Linked DNA regions of Gossypium arboreum: region 2 is linked to region 1. The links are chromatin contacts, called in public Hi-C maps. All regions are on one chromosome and are shown on one strand. The core of a region is the stretch at or near the end of the contact, and the rest is flanking DNA. Distances in the headings are between cores, read along the strand shown. Region 1 holds the start of LOC108457506. Region 2 holds the start of LOC108464244 (outer envelope pore protein 37, chloroplastic-like).

Region 1 (6,466 bases), core at 2,426-4,925:
CCCTGCTGGCCTGTAGGCACAACATCACTCAATCGTTTAGTGGCTCTGCCTCAGGATCCCTTTCCTTCATTGCTGTCCAGCTTTCCATCTCTGAAATATAAACCACCAGAAATCTTGTGAAGATTAAAAAACCTTAAATGTATAGTGAACGGCAAGAAAATTAAGAATGTTCGGGTTCAATGCAGCCCTTATGACACTATGCATATTGAAAAGAGGAAAACTGTGATATAAGGTTTGTACACATACTTGGCTTGTCAGATATTGCCATCAGCCGTCTTTGCAGGATAGATGCCACAAAGAGGAAAATCGAGCACATACCAAACATGACAGTGATGGGAAATGCATTAACCTTCAGGGGTAAACCGGCACAGTTAGTTACAGAGTAATAGGCGTGTGTCTACGGCATGATTAAATGAAGCTATCATATAGAGCCTATAACATACATTGTACAGCACAATGCAAACAAAGATATTGAGAGGAATGCGGAAGAAGTTCATAATTGTGCTCCTGGCCTCCTCCGGGATGTACTGGGATCTCATTTTCATGATGGATGGCCAGAATATCCCCACACAAGCCTCAAACGTACAGAAACCAAGAAGCTGGAGACAACCTGCAAATGAGATGCTTCCGCCTTTCACTTTAGAAGGTGCGACCAAGACCTGTTGCAATTTTACACAGTTAGGAATCACTTAATATAAAGGGGGAGAGAGAGACAGAGAGAGAGGGACATACATTGGTTATAATGGGAAGCATGAGAGAGACAGAGGAAATCACAAAAACAATCTGCATGTAGCTTTCTACCCTGGGTGATGAGCGAGCCATCAATCGAGAGGCAAGGGAGCTTCCCAGCATTGAAGCCAACATGAACGTGGCAAAGATAAAACCATGAGGGATCTCCTCATCATTGGGGCTCAAAGCAGGAGTCCAAAGGAACACAAAGGTGTACATTGAGCCTTCAAACAGAGACTGGATGGCACCCAGCAAAGCAATTTTTTCATCTGAAGTGCATGGAAGATTAGACTTAAGGGGGGGAGCAAAAAGGAAAGACAGGAAAGAATCAGTGCATGATGGAGGATGAGTGATAACATGAAAGTATTGGCCTGGAAGGCTAGAACATGTCATCATGATCAATGCATTGAGATTAAAAGTAAATACTGAACTCTACCAGAAGCTATTGCTACAGCAGCACCCCTAAACTGGGTAAGCAGGTCCTTATTTTCTGAGGCATCTCCATAATTTTCTGTCCATGATGATAAAATAATAGCCATCCCAATGGCAAGAAAGCATGCAGCAGCATCAAAAGGAGCCACTGGTCCAAGGGACAATGAACCAACAAGTAGGTTCCCAAACAACCCAGACAAAATGGCAATAAGACCATTGCCAAGAAATATTGCCTTCGAAAATGTTAATGACAACCATTGTTGCTCAAAGCCCCTCTGCAAAGATTAGAAGCACAAACAGAATTGTCAAAACATGATTAAATTTAAAGGATCTATTGACATTAATTGAGCTAAAGGCTCATAGAAGAATGTGGATAAACAGAACTAGATGGTTCGTGCTTTACCATCTGGGGAAACGATGATGGAAAATTTAAGAATTGTAGTATATTCCTATGTATCATGTACACTATGATAGATGTAAACTAAGTATTTCAACACTGTTGGGAAACAACCTGACAGGGAGCAACATACAGCATCTATAATACTAGAAATAATGGTGAAGGTCATAAGAGAATACATCTATAATGTTTATAAGTCCACCTAATAAGCATTAAGAGTAAAGGGGGATAGTTGAAATGCCTCACCTTATTATGTTCAGCAACAAGCCATGACTCAAATGCTGAAAACAGAAGAGACGTAGCAATACCTCCCAAAACACGACCTATCATCAAAACTTTGTATTCAGGAGAATGCTTGGTAATGCAGCTAAGTATGTAAGTTATGCAGTATGTAACGCACGCCCTCCTCCTGCCCCTGAATTGAAAAAATGAAGGTATTTTTGTATCAAGACAAGACATTTCATCCATAAAGCACAATATATCACAACAGAAGCCAAAGTAAAAGCTTACTGTTTGTCAGCTAGAGATCCAACAATTGTCCCAAACAACATGGAAGAGCCAAAACCAGCAATAAAAAGCTGTCCGATCTCCCCTTTTCCAAATCCATATGTACTGTACAGATAGTAAACATATGGACCCTGAAGCCAGTCTCCAGCTATTGACACAACCATTTATTAGAACAGCAAGCTAGAATATGCCCAATTACCACAATATAAGAATGTTAATCTTTCACAATTACCAGAAAACATAACTACAGATATGATCATACCTCCGGAACAGATATCGTGCATTACACTAATGAAGCTACATGTTTATGATGCATATTAATCAAAGAAAGACTTGCTCAAGTGCTAACCTTTTTTTTTTTCACGGTATTGTCAAGTGCTAGCTTAACAGCAAATTTTGATACAATAAGTCAAATTACTGACCAATTGCATCCCAAGGAGACAACTAGAAGCGCCATCACTCCTTCTATTACCAAGAAACTAATTCAAGGGTTTAATGCAACTTTATTTAGCTTTCAGCTAGTTTTACTATCTAAGGAAAAAAAATCTTAATGGGGCAGCGGCAGACTAAACTCGGCAGAAGTAGGACTTTACTCAAGCTCCAAGAAAATAGACTTAATTCTCAATTTTTTATTCAGGACCATCATCAATAAGAGGACCTAGAACCCAAGCAATAGCGACCTGTCTCCGACCCACCAAAAAAAAAAAAAACCAAATCCATCGTCTCAACCAGAAAACAGAAACGGACTAAAAATCGACATACAACTTATTGGAAGTCATTTTCAAGTACTATTTCCTTGTCTTTTACAAGCTAAATCAAATGAATGAATCCCGTTTTCCATTTCCAAAGCAAATAGAAACAGTATTGTTCAAAGTAGTCATTAATGACAAGAACATTATCCACCAAAACGGGTAAAATAACAAAAACTTGCAAATCTAGGAAATGGGCATCTAAATTCATTAAAAAAAATCCACCAACAATAGATCAGATCCATGTTAATGTAAAAAAAAAGTGAGATCCAAAGATAGAAATGGAAATCAGATCTGGGTAAAACAAAACGAGGGTAGTTAGTTACCCATCATGAGAGAGTAGACAAGAAGGTAATTGTTCTTGAAGGAATTGAAAGCAGGGGATGTGTTGATTCGGTCCTTGCTGGTCTTGCTTAGCTCTAATGCGGCCACCACCGCTCCCAATGCCCCGAACACGACGAAGTAGAACAGCTCCATTGCTGCTGCCTGGCCCTGCTACGCAAATTACTAGGAGAGACGCAGATAATAAAATAATGCTGTGAAGCCGAAGCCGAAGCCGAAGCCGAAGCCCAAGGCAATGCGTCTTCTGCACACTGGATTCTTTTTAGTTCTTTAAAAGGGAGTTAGATATGAGATATACCCAGCAAGAAAAGATGATGGATATTCGGTTTCTATTTCCTGCACATGCCTCTGCTTCAGTGGCTTCTTTTCGGAGTGTCCTTAGTTGTTGTACATTTGATTTAATCATTAAAAAGAGTGAGGTACAATGACGAGAGCGTGGGAGGTGTGAGAGAACTTGTGAGGATGAGTAAATATTGGATGAAAACCGCGAAAGACGAGCCTTTAACATTTGGGTCACTTTTTAGCTGGACCTTTTGGTTGTAGGTCCGACACGTGGCGGGATGTGGGTTGTCCGATATGAAGAGTAACAAAGAGGACATGTCGGTGGGTTAAGATCAGATGGACAATGCGCTTTGGATCTTCAAAGAGGATCAAATGAAGTGGACCCATTTAACCTTACCAAAATTGTCTGTGGGCCTTTAGATTACATTGTGAGTCCACCTACCGAAGATATTTATTTTCGTATCATTGTCTTGTCATAACAATGCCAAATATTAGATCTAACCATTCATATTTCAAATGAAAAAAAAACAAAAGAAGACCATTGATATTTCCACTATGAAAATAGAAAAATAATATTCAATGTGTGGATGCTTTAGTTCAGTTAGATAGTAATTTTCAATTACTAGTTGCCTCAGATGTTTTAATTTTTTTAACTTGTTTAGTGTGTGCTTAGGTGAAAATGTGGAGGAATAGAAAAAAAGGAAAGGAAAAGTGGAAAAAATGAATTTTGGGTCTACTTAGTAAGAAAGAAAGTGAGAGAAAAAAAAATAGTAGCGGATATTATTTTTCATCTTAATGCATAAAAAGTAATCATTTCAAATTGAAATAATAAGAGAAAAATGAAAAAGATTTGCATATTAGTTCAAAATTATACATTTTTCAAATATTTTATTTTCTTTCTTTTCATTTTTCACATATACTAAACACACATATGGAAAAAATAATTATGTTTTCCGTCCTTCTAGTTTTCTACCTATTCAATTTTTCATTTTTCCAATTTTCTTTCCTCTCAACCAAGCAAAGCTTTAATGTTTGTAATTCTTTTATTGCCACTTTTAAAGTTCTTTTATAAATTGTTAAAAGATGTTAGGGATAAACCTAAATTAAACAACGAACAAAAATGGTTAGAGAAAATTGGACACAAATATTTAAGTGAAAAAATTCCTTCGATGAAGAGGATAAAAATCCACAACAAAGAAAACTTCACTAGTCGGAAAATAAACTAAAAGAGTATAATGATGGAGAAAAATAAACCCTAATCCCTAAATAATACAAAGCTCTCTGACTAAGAAATGAAATTCCCTTAAAACTCTCTTTTATTGTGTTGTTTCAACAACTCTTCTAAGGTTGCTAAAGCCCTATTTATAAACTAAAATTTGTGCGCTAATATAATTAAAATATCCCTAGAGTTCTTAGATTTCAACTACGAAAAGATAGCATAGTTTAACTCGGAGAAGAAACCCGATCTAGTGGAGAACACGTTGCCATGTCCCAACATCTCGCGTCGTGTTGTCCCAACATCACCCGTTGTCATGACGTATCGTTGTGACTTCATCATTGACTTTGTTTTTACTTTAGTTTAACCCAAAAATGCGAGGCACATTTCACAAATCTCCACCTTAACTCGTATTTTGCCATGTCTTCTTTGTCGAGCCCCGTCTCAAGCCTAATTTGATGTTTGCATGATACTAACCAAGTCCAAACAATAATTGAACTTGGAAACTGGAAGACTTTTAGTCATCATATCGGTTGGATTATTTTTTGTACCAATCTTATAAATCTAAATATCTCTTTGAGCAACACTTCTCGAACAAAGTGATACTGAATGTCTATGTACTTTGTTCTTTCGTGATACATCTGATCTTTAGTGAGATGTATGACACTCTATTACCACAATATACGACAGTTTCTTCTTTTTTCTTAACCAACTCCCCGAATAGACCTTTCAACCAAATGACTTCTTTTACAACTTATGTGATTGTCATATATTCAACTTCAATAGTAGATAAAGCCACAGTGGCTTGAAGCATGGCTTTCCAACTAATGGAACATTTGCCAAAAGCAAAAAGATATCCCATGAGGGATCTTCTTTAAGTCTAAATCTCATGCATAACCTGAGTCTACGTAGCCAACTAGTGTTGGGATTGTCGGTACTCCTCATGGCACAACAGAAAAAAATTTCGGCGATCCTCTACCATAGATGTAACACCCCAATCCTGTGGCCGTTACTGGAAATCGAATACGAGGTGTTACCGAGCTTACTTCATTTATTTCCCCCTATTTATTATTTAATTTTTTTATTTGTTCCAGGCAAGCTGGCTAATTGTATCATAGTCACCTTAAAAATCATATCTTGAGTTCTGGAACTTGAAATCCAATTCCATAAATTTTTTCCGAAACTAAACTCGTATATCTATATAGGGGAATTTTTGTAGAATTTTTGGTTGGGCCAATTAGTACAGTTTATTCATTAAAGTCTCCCCTGTTTCAAGGTTCGACTACACTGACCTCTGTACCTTACGATTTAAATATCTCCCTGTAAAGGGCTTCAATGCCTATGCCGTTTGTCTCTAATGAAACTAGACTCGATAATGAATCTGTACATATAAGGCACGACTTCTAATTATCTCGATAAAATTTACGGTGAATTTTCTAAGTCGAAACAGGGGATCCAGAAATCGCTCTGGCCCTGTTTCACAAGAATTTAATTATCTCCTAACATACAGCTCATATGGTAGTTTCGTTTCTTCCATATGGAAATAGACTCATCAAGCTTCTATTAAATAATTGATTCATTATTTAATTCCATTTCTACTATTTTTAGTGATTTTTCAATCTTACATCACTGCTGCTGTCAGCATCTGTTACTAAAGCAACTATGCCTATTTCATGATTTTTCCTTGATCTAACTAATAATTCATCATACATATTACAAATTATGATCATGACTAGCCATGCCAAGGGTTAATCATCACCGAGCATCTCCCTACTACACTATTACCAAATCATGAATTTAACACCGAAAATA
Region 2 (6,466 bases), core at 2,024-4,523, 430 kb before region 1:
CCAGGTAAAACCGGCCTCACCTCTGATTGTTTCATATTACCGAAGGCAAAAAATGCAGTCTACATCACCTTCTCTCTGAGATTTTAACAGGAGCCAAACAACCTTTGATTAAGAGGAACATCAATATCATCGTCCACTTGGGGTTATTTAGGTAGTGTAGAGTACAAGATGATGCAACCAATGATAGCTTGATGGGGTCATTTGCGTTCTTAATTTTATGCATGACCTGCCAAAATGATTTTGGTTAAGAGAACCAGAATCGGACTCTTGACTCAGAGTAGAGAGGGAGAGATACAGTCCTGAGTTGAGGCACCACTGGAGCTATTTATCAGAGATGGAAACTGAAATCTGAAAGTTGAAAGAAAGAGGTTTAGGTTACTTCTGTTTTCTTGGCCATCAATTTATTCGTTCCACTTGAATGCTTTGTTCGTTTAGTCTTATACATAGCCTTCCAATTCATATCATAATTTAATTCACTACTTCAACAACCAACTGATGCCATTATGTTATAAATTATAAAGCAATTAGCAATTATATATATCATCACATAAAAAGATGTCCAATAACCATGCCAAAGAGAAACAGGAAGTGTGGCATGGGACAACAATAAAATATCCCACCTCTTTTTAACACGGAACAATATCACTGTTGACGTAATGTCATCCTGTGGTACCTGTAGCATAACCTGGATTTTCATCTTCATGGGGGTCGTCTTTGCCTTGCCATTTTCATCTCCAACCTGAAATGAAAAGAGGATATATATCAAGTCATTGTCGTCATAGGAATGAATCTCAAGCAAACAATTCAGGACAACCAAGTTCAGCAAACGACAAATGCTAGAGAAAACAGAATAAACTTACCCATAGAGAAGCCCAGCAAAGACGAACCTCAGAATCGTAGCCAGCTTTGAATTTCAAGTCTTTGTCATACGTGTGCTTGTACACCACACTCCAATAGTTTGAATCAAGATTGTACCAGTAGCTGCACATAAATGCAATAGAACACTTCAATTGAAATTGACATTGCAGGGAAAAGGCAACCCTCTATAGCTAATGAATCAAATATGTTTCCATATATATATAATGCAAAACAAAAGAAATGGCACCTCTAGCTATTAAGCACATTCATGACAGATTCCAATATTTACAAAGATAAAGTTGTAACTACTAACCTCAATTTATCCGATGGACTGAAGCGTCGCTTGAATGCAAATGACGCCGTATTAGTTGGTAGTGAAATGCTAGGAATAAATGACATTGTCCCATCCTGCAATGAAAACCATCAAAACCATCTACTAAAGCACTCAAAAAGCTTGAAAATTTACACATGCATAATGTTTTCCAACCCAGCATTTTCCTATGAAGAAGGTGATCAGCCACCTCAGCCAATTTTGAAAACCTAGCCATCTAAGTTATTCAACATTAGGTGTACCAATGGATCTCCCATAGAAGCCAGAGTAGCCAATCAATGAACAAGTATATAAACAAGACTGTAAACACAAAGCTAAAACATTGAGGGAAAAAACCCACCTTATATGAGTATCTTAGTTTCAGTTCTTCATCCATGTAACGTGCGGCACCTACCCCATACAAGATTGGACCTTTAACAATTCCATTTATCGACAACCTTGGTACGTCATCCTCTTCCCTCTCCTCTAATGAAAATTCACCGATGGGAAATCTAAATGTCGCTCTGGGCTGCAGCAACAGGAAAGTTCAGATGAGTTAAGAGAGAAAAACAGCTATGACCAATGTTGAAAAACATCAGAGTGGAGGCATAAAATACAAGAGGACTGCCATTAATCAAGTGTTTTAAGCGATGCAAAAGTTAGTATAGTATGGGTTGAATAATGCATAAAGAAAATAACAACAGTATGACACCACATACATTAAGCAACTTAGAACCACAAAAAACTGCTGAAATTGAATTACCACGTCATTCTATGATAAATGATTCTCAATTGTCCATAACTTAATGCCAAGCAATCGATTTTCACTAGTAAGACACCAGGAGAAACAAAACTCACCGATGAAACATCGGGAACAGGTGATGACACTTCAACAGCATAACTAGGATCAGCAAGTTTTGCAATAACTGCCAGTTCAGCTTGTTGTGCCTGAGAAAAAAAAAAAAGAGAGAGAGAGAGATTCAGGGGATATGGCATATGTGGCTTTAAGGAAATATTTATTCAGCACTTAAACAACAATTATGATAGTTGGAGTCAAAAACAATAAACTCCCCATTCCCAAAAATACAACGAAAAAAAGGATTGAAGATAAAAAACAACACAAGGATGTTCAGAGAGGTCTTCAAGACTCAAGTATGACTACCAACTTGACCATTTTATGAAAGCAAATTCCTCTGAAACCCCATTATCAATTTCATAGGCTCGAAAAACGATCACCAAATACAAAGCCCGGTACTCGAAAATTCTCTTGAAAACCAAATAATAAACAATCTTTCATATCTTCCATGCACAATAAAAAAAAGGTTTGAATTTTATGCAATTTTCAATGACATTGCCAACCATGACTCCCACTAAGCCAAAACCGCGAGTTGGAAGGAAAGGAAAACCAACCTTAACATCAATGGCAGCTTTGAAATGCCACGTAGGACCGACATTGTAGTAACCCCGGAATATGGCATTTTGTTCTTCAGGATCGTAGTATATGGACAAGTACTTAGAAAATAGCGCCAACTGGGGCTCCGTGATCTCGCGTTTGGCGTTGTTGATGAAGGAGAGTTTGAGCTTCGCAAGGTTGTCGAAGAGCTTACAAGACAGCTTGTGGAAGAACACGCGGCTATCAGTATCGAACTCTGAAGTCACTCTGAGGGAGGATACCGAAGAGAGAAACTGGTAGGGCTTCGTGGGTGGTGGAGAAGGTGGCGGTGGCTCAGGCTCCGGCTCCAAAGGGGACGGTGGCGGTGGCGGTAACAGGGGCGGGACAAGGTAATTGGGGATTCGAGGAGAAGCGTCCAGCATGGCTAAAATTGGGAGAGGGATTTTGGGGTGTGTAATTGAAGGTATATGGGTGGTAATGGTATTCAAAGGGTTAAAAATTCTGGCCTTTGGTTACCAGAAAAAATCGAGGGGCCAGGGTTACTCTTCGTCAACCTACGCTTTTGCTTTGTTTGGAAATTGATATTTGGGAGAGAGAGTGACGTCTTTTGCATGCTTGTGTACCCGGTTATTTCGATTTCTACATTTTTTAAATTTTCTCATTCTGATTTGCCCCCTTCCCCCCCCCCCCCCATTCTCCCATTTTTTTCTTTTTACCTAAATGTCTTTAGAATGTACTGATTGAACCCTTAACCCTATACTTTTTTTAAGATAAAACTTGGGTTGTTTGGTTTTAATGAGATTGCATTATTTGAATTTTTAATATTTTGATCTTTTCCTAATCTTATATTCGTCAACAATGTTAAGATGTGGTAATGGTACACTATTTTCTTAGGTTATCTAAAATTCCAAGTGAAATATGAAATTATAGACAAAAAGAATATTTTATACTGATATTACTTTTTATCTTGAAATTACTGTGGTTTATTATATTGATGGTTAATGATTTTTTAAAAAGTGTTTGTTGAATGTTATAGGAAAATGAATGGTAAAAGTATCGGGAAGCCCTTGTACTTAGGAGTGAATTGTATTTTGACTTCTTTATTAAAAAATGGATAAATTTGTCCTTATACATTATTTCAAAATGTGCAAATTAACCTATTCATTAAATTTTTCTTGTTAAATAATGGTGTGGAACATTAAATCCATGCTAAAATTATTTTTTTGGGTAAACATTAAAAATGATGACTCGATTATTAATTTTTTTTTTATTTCATCACTAAACTTTTCGAAATTAAATATTTTAGTTACTTTGAGCTAATGTGGGCTTTTTTATTGGTTAGTAACAAAATTAGCCCTTTAATGTTTGCACATTCTATCAATTTGATCCTAAATATAAAAAATTAAACAAATTTAGCCCTCAATGTTTATAAAATTTTTCATTTTAGTTATAATTCTAAAAAATCAATATGGCCCTTAAAATTTATAGAATTTGTCAATTTAGTCTTAGCTCAGAACGAAATGCATAATTGGGTGACCATTTTTATAATTTACCCATAAAAAAATAATTTTCATTAATCTTATATTTCGTTAACCAAACACATGAATATTACATTCTAACCAAATAGACCAAACAAAGTAATGCTATACTCCGTCGATAATCTTACATTAATCTTAAATACCCGTAATCTAAGATTTGGTGAACCAAACGCACTTTTAGAATATGTTTAGATTAAAAAGGAAAAAATTAGTATTTGATTAAACCAGATAAAGGAAAAGAAATAATTGAATATAATATTATTTTTATAATTATAACATTTTTATGATATATTATGTAAAAATGGAGGGTAAAAAAGATATTTAACATCTTAAAAATCTATAGATTTTGTTTCTCTAACTTTCCCACCAATTTGAGGGAATTAAAAATTTGACACTTTGAGAAAAAGCAAGAGTCTCAACTTTTCCTTACCTAAAAAAAAAAATTATCCAAACAAGTTAAACAACTTTCTCTTGCTTTCCTTTCATTTGTTACTTCCATCCAAATATAAGGGTACGTTTGGTTCACTGTAATGAAATAGGGTTGCAATTGAATATAGCTGTAATGGAATAGAGTTGTAATGGAATAGAACTATAATCAGTGATTGAATGGAATGGAATAGAGCTGTAATTGAATTCTTGTGTTTGGTTGAATGGAATAGATGTTGTAATAGTATAAGGAAAAATGGTTAAATGACTAAAGTACCCTTAATGAAATTTTTATAGGTAGATAATTATTGTTATTAAATTTTAATAAGATTATTGTTAAATATATTTTAATAAAAATAAAACAAATAATTTAGTCATATTTTAACATAATTATTATTAAATACAATTTAATAAAATAATATATAATTTAATAACATTCTTAATATAATTATTATTAAGAATATATTAATATAAAATTATTATTAAGAATATTTCAATGCTTAATATATTTGCTTTAATCTAGCCTCCAACCTATTCTCTTAGGTCACATTTTATTTTAATATAAAATGAGTTTAACATACGATATAATAATTCTCTAATAACATTTTATTTTAATAGTCAATTTTAATAGAAAACATATTTTTATATTTTATTTTATCTTTTATAATAACACTATAACAACATTTAATTATAAGGTATACTCTTTAATAAATTAATTATTTATAGCAATCTTTTGGTGAAATAAAACCTTCAAATTTTACATAAAATTACTAAATTTTAGTAACATTAATTCTTTTCATATGTGAAATAAAAATCAAAATTCCTGAAAAAATAAATGCTAATGATGCATTTTCTTTGGCTTCCTTCTTTAATGCTTTAACTATTTTGAATAAATGCTAAAACTAGAATAGAAAAAGCATAATGAAGAAGGAAAAAAAAGAGCAAAAGCAGCAATCAAAATTTACTTCAATTAATGTGACTTAAGACTACAACAATCTTTCTTTCTTTTTTTTTTTTGGTGAAAACACAATAATATTCCTCGAAGCCAGGCTATCCTCCTGCTTCCCTTTAAATTCCAGGAATTCTCCAAGAACATGCTTGCTTCCTTTAAGCTCCAGCCTACAAAGATTTGCATACTTTATTAAGAGTAACATTTATGTCATAATTAGCTAACATAATGATTATTGAGAAAATAGAACTTTATTTATACTAAAATTTAGCATAATCAACAAAAATTCAAAATTTTGAGCAAAATATAACTTAATCATAACTTGATAGAGAAAAATGAATTCTGAAAAAAAAAATTCAAATTTTTGGTCCCTCTACTGAATATGAAGAATGTCCCCACTATTAAATACAATAGAGAAAATGAAAATATAGAAGTGAATAGATACTGTACCAGGTAGTATCCCAGGATAAGGAGGTGAGTCAAGTTTGACTGCTTAAATACCAAGCTTTTCCTAGACAGATCCAATTCTAGACATGTACATATCTATTGCCACACTTCTTATTTTGTAAATTGTTCAATTTTATTAATGATTTAACCCTCTTATTTTATTATGCGAGAAATAGAAATATCCTTATGGAACTTAAAACTAAAAAAATTAAAATACCTAAAAAGAAAAATAAAGTAAGACAAGACTCCCCCCTTTTTTTATTTATTTGCAGACCCCTCAAAATCCAACTCATCTTTTACTTCATCATCCTTGTTTTTGCTTAAATAGCCTCCTTCCTTCCTCGTCATTGGAGTTCATGGTTCAAATATAAAGTTTTGAAATTCAGGCAAAAAGACAAATGGGTTATGAAATATTTTCTTAAAAGCATCTTTTATTGAGTCATCCTGTATTTTTTAGTATCTCCAATAAGCTTGCTGCTGCCAATACATATGTTGCAATATATCCATTATTATAGACTATTCACTTCGTGGAATGGTGCTCGACA

The links. A called contact is a pair of places that touch in the nucleus more often than the background predicts.
Region 2: a contact with region 1 is called in a Hi-C map of leaf, with 4 times the contacts expected there. The contact joins the promoter of LOC108464244 here to the promoter of LOC108457506 in region 1. A contact is called at or near these places in 2 of 5 Hi-C or Micro-C datasets (both in leaf).

What each region holds. Positions count from the first base shown.
Region 1 is chr8:63,236,850-63,243,315 of ASM2569848v2, reverse strand. LOC108457506 reads right to left here and starts at 3,675. Exons shown (of 8, transcript XM_017756622.2): 1 at 3,141-3,675; 2 at 2,069-2,213; 3 at 1,805-1,973; 4 at 1,166-1,436; 5 at 733-998; 6 at 444-659; 7 at 247-349; 8 at 1-90. The coding sequence starts at 3,291. The coding sequence ends at 29.
Region 2 is chr8:63,671,201-63,677,666 of ASM2569848v2, reverse strand. It overlaps LOC108464244 (outer envelope pore protein 37, chloroplastic-like), which reads right to left and starts at 3,273. Exons shown (of 6, transcript XM_017764431.2): 1 at 2,579-3,273; 2 at 2,027-2,116; 3 at 1,530-1,697; 4 at 1,172-1,266; 5 at 861-981; 6 at 1-739. The coding sequence starts at 2,983. The coding sequence ends at 482.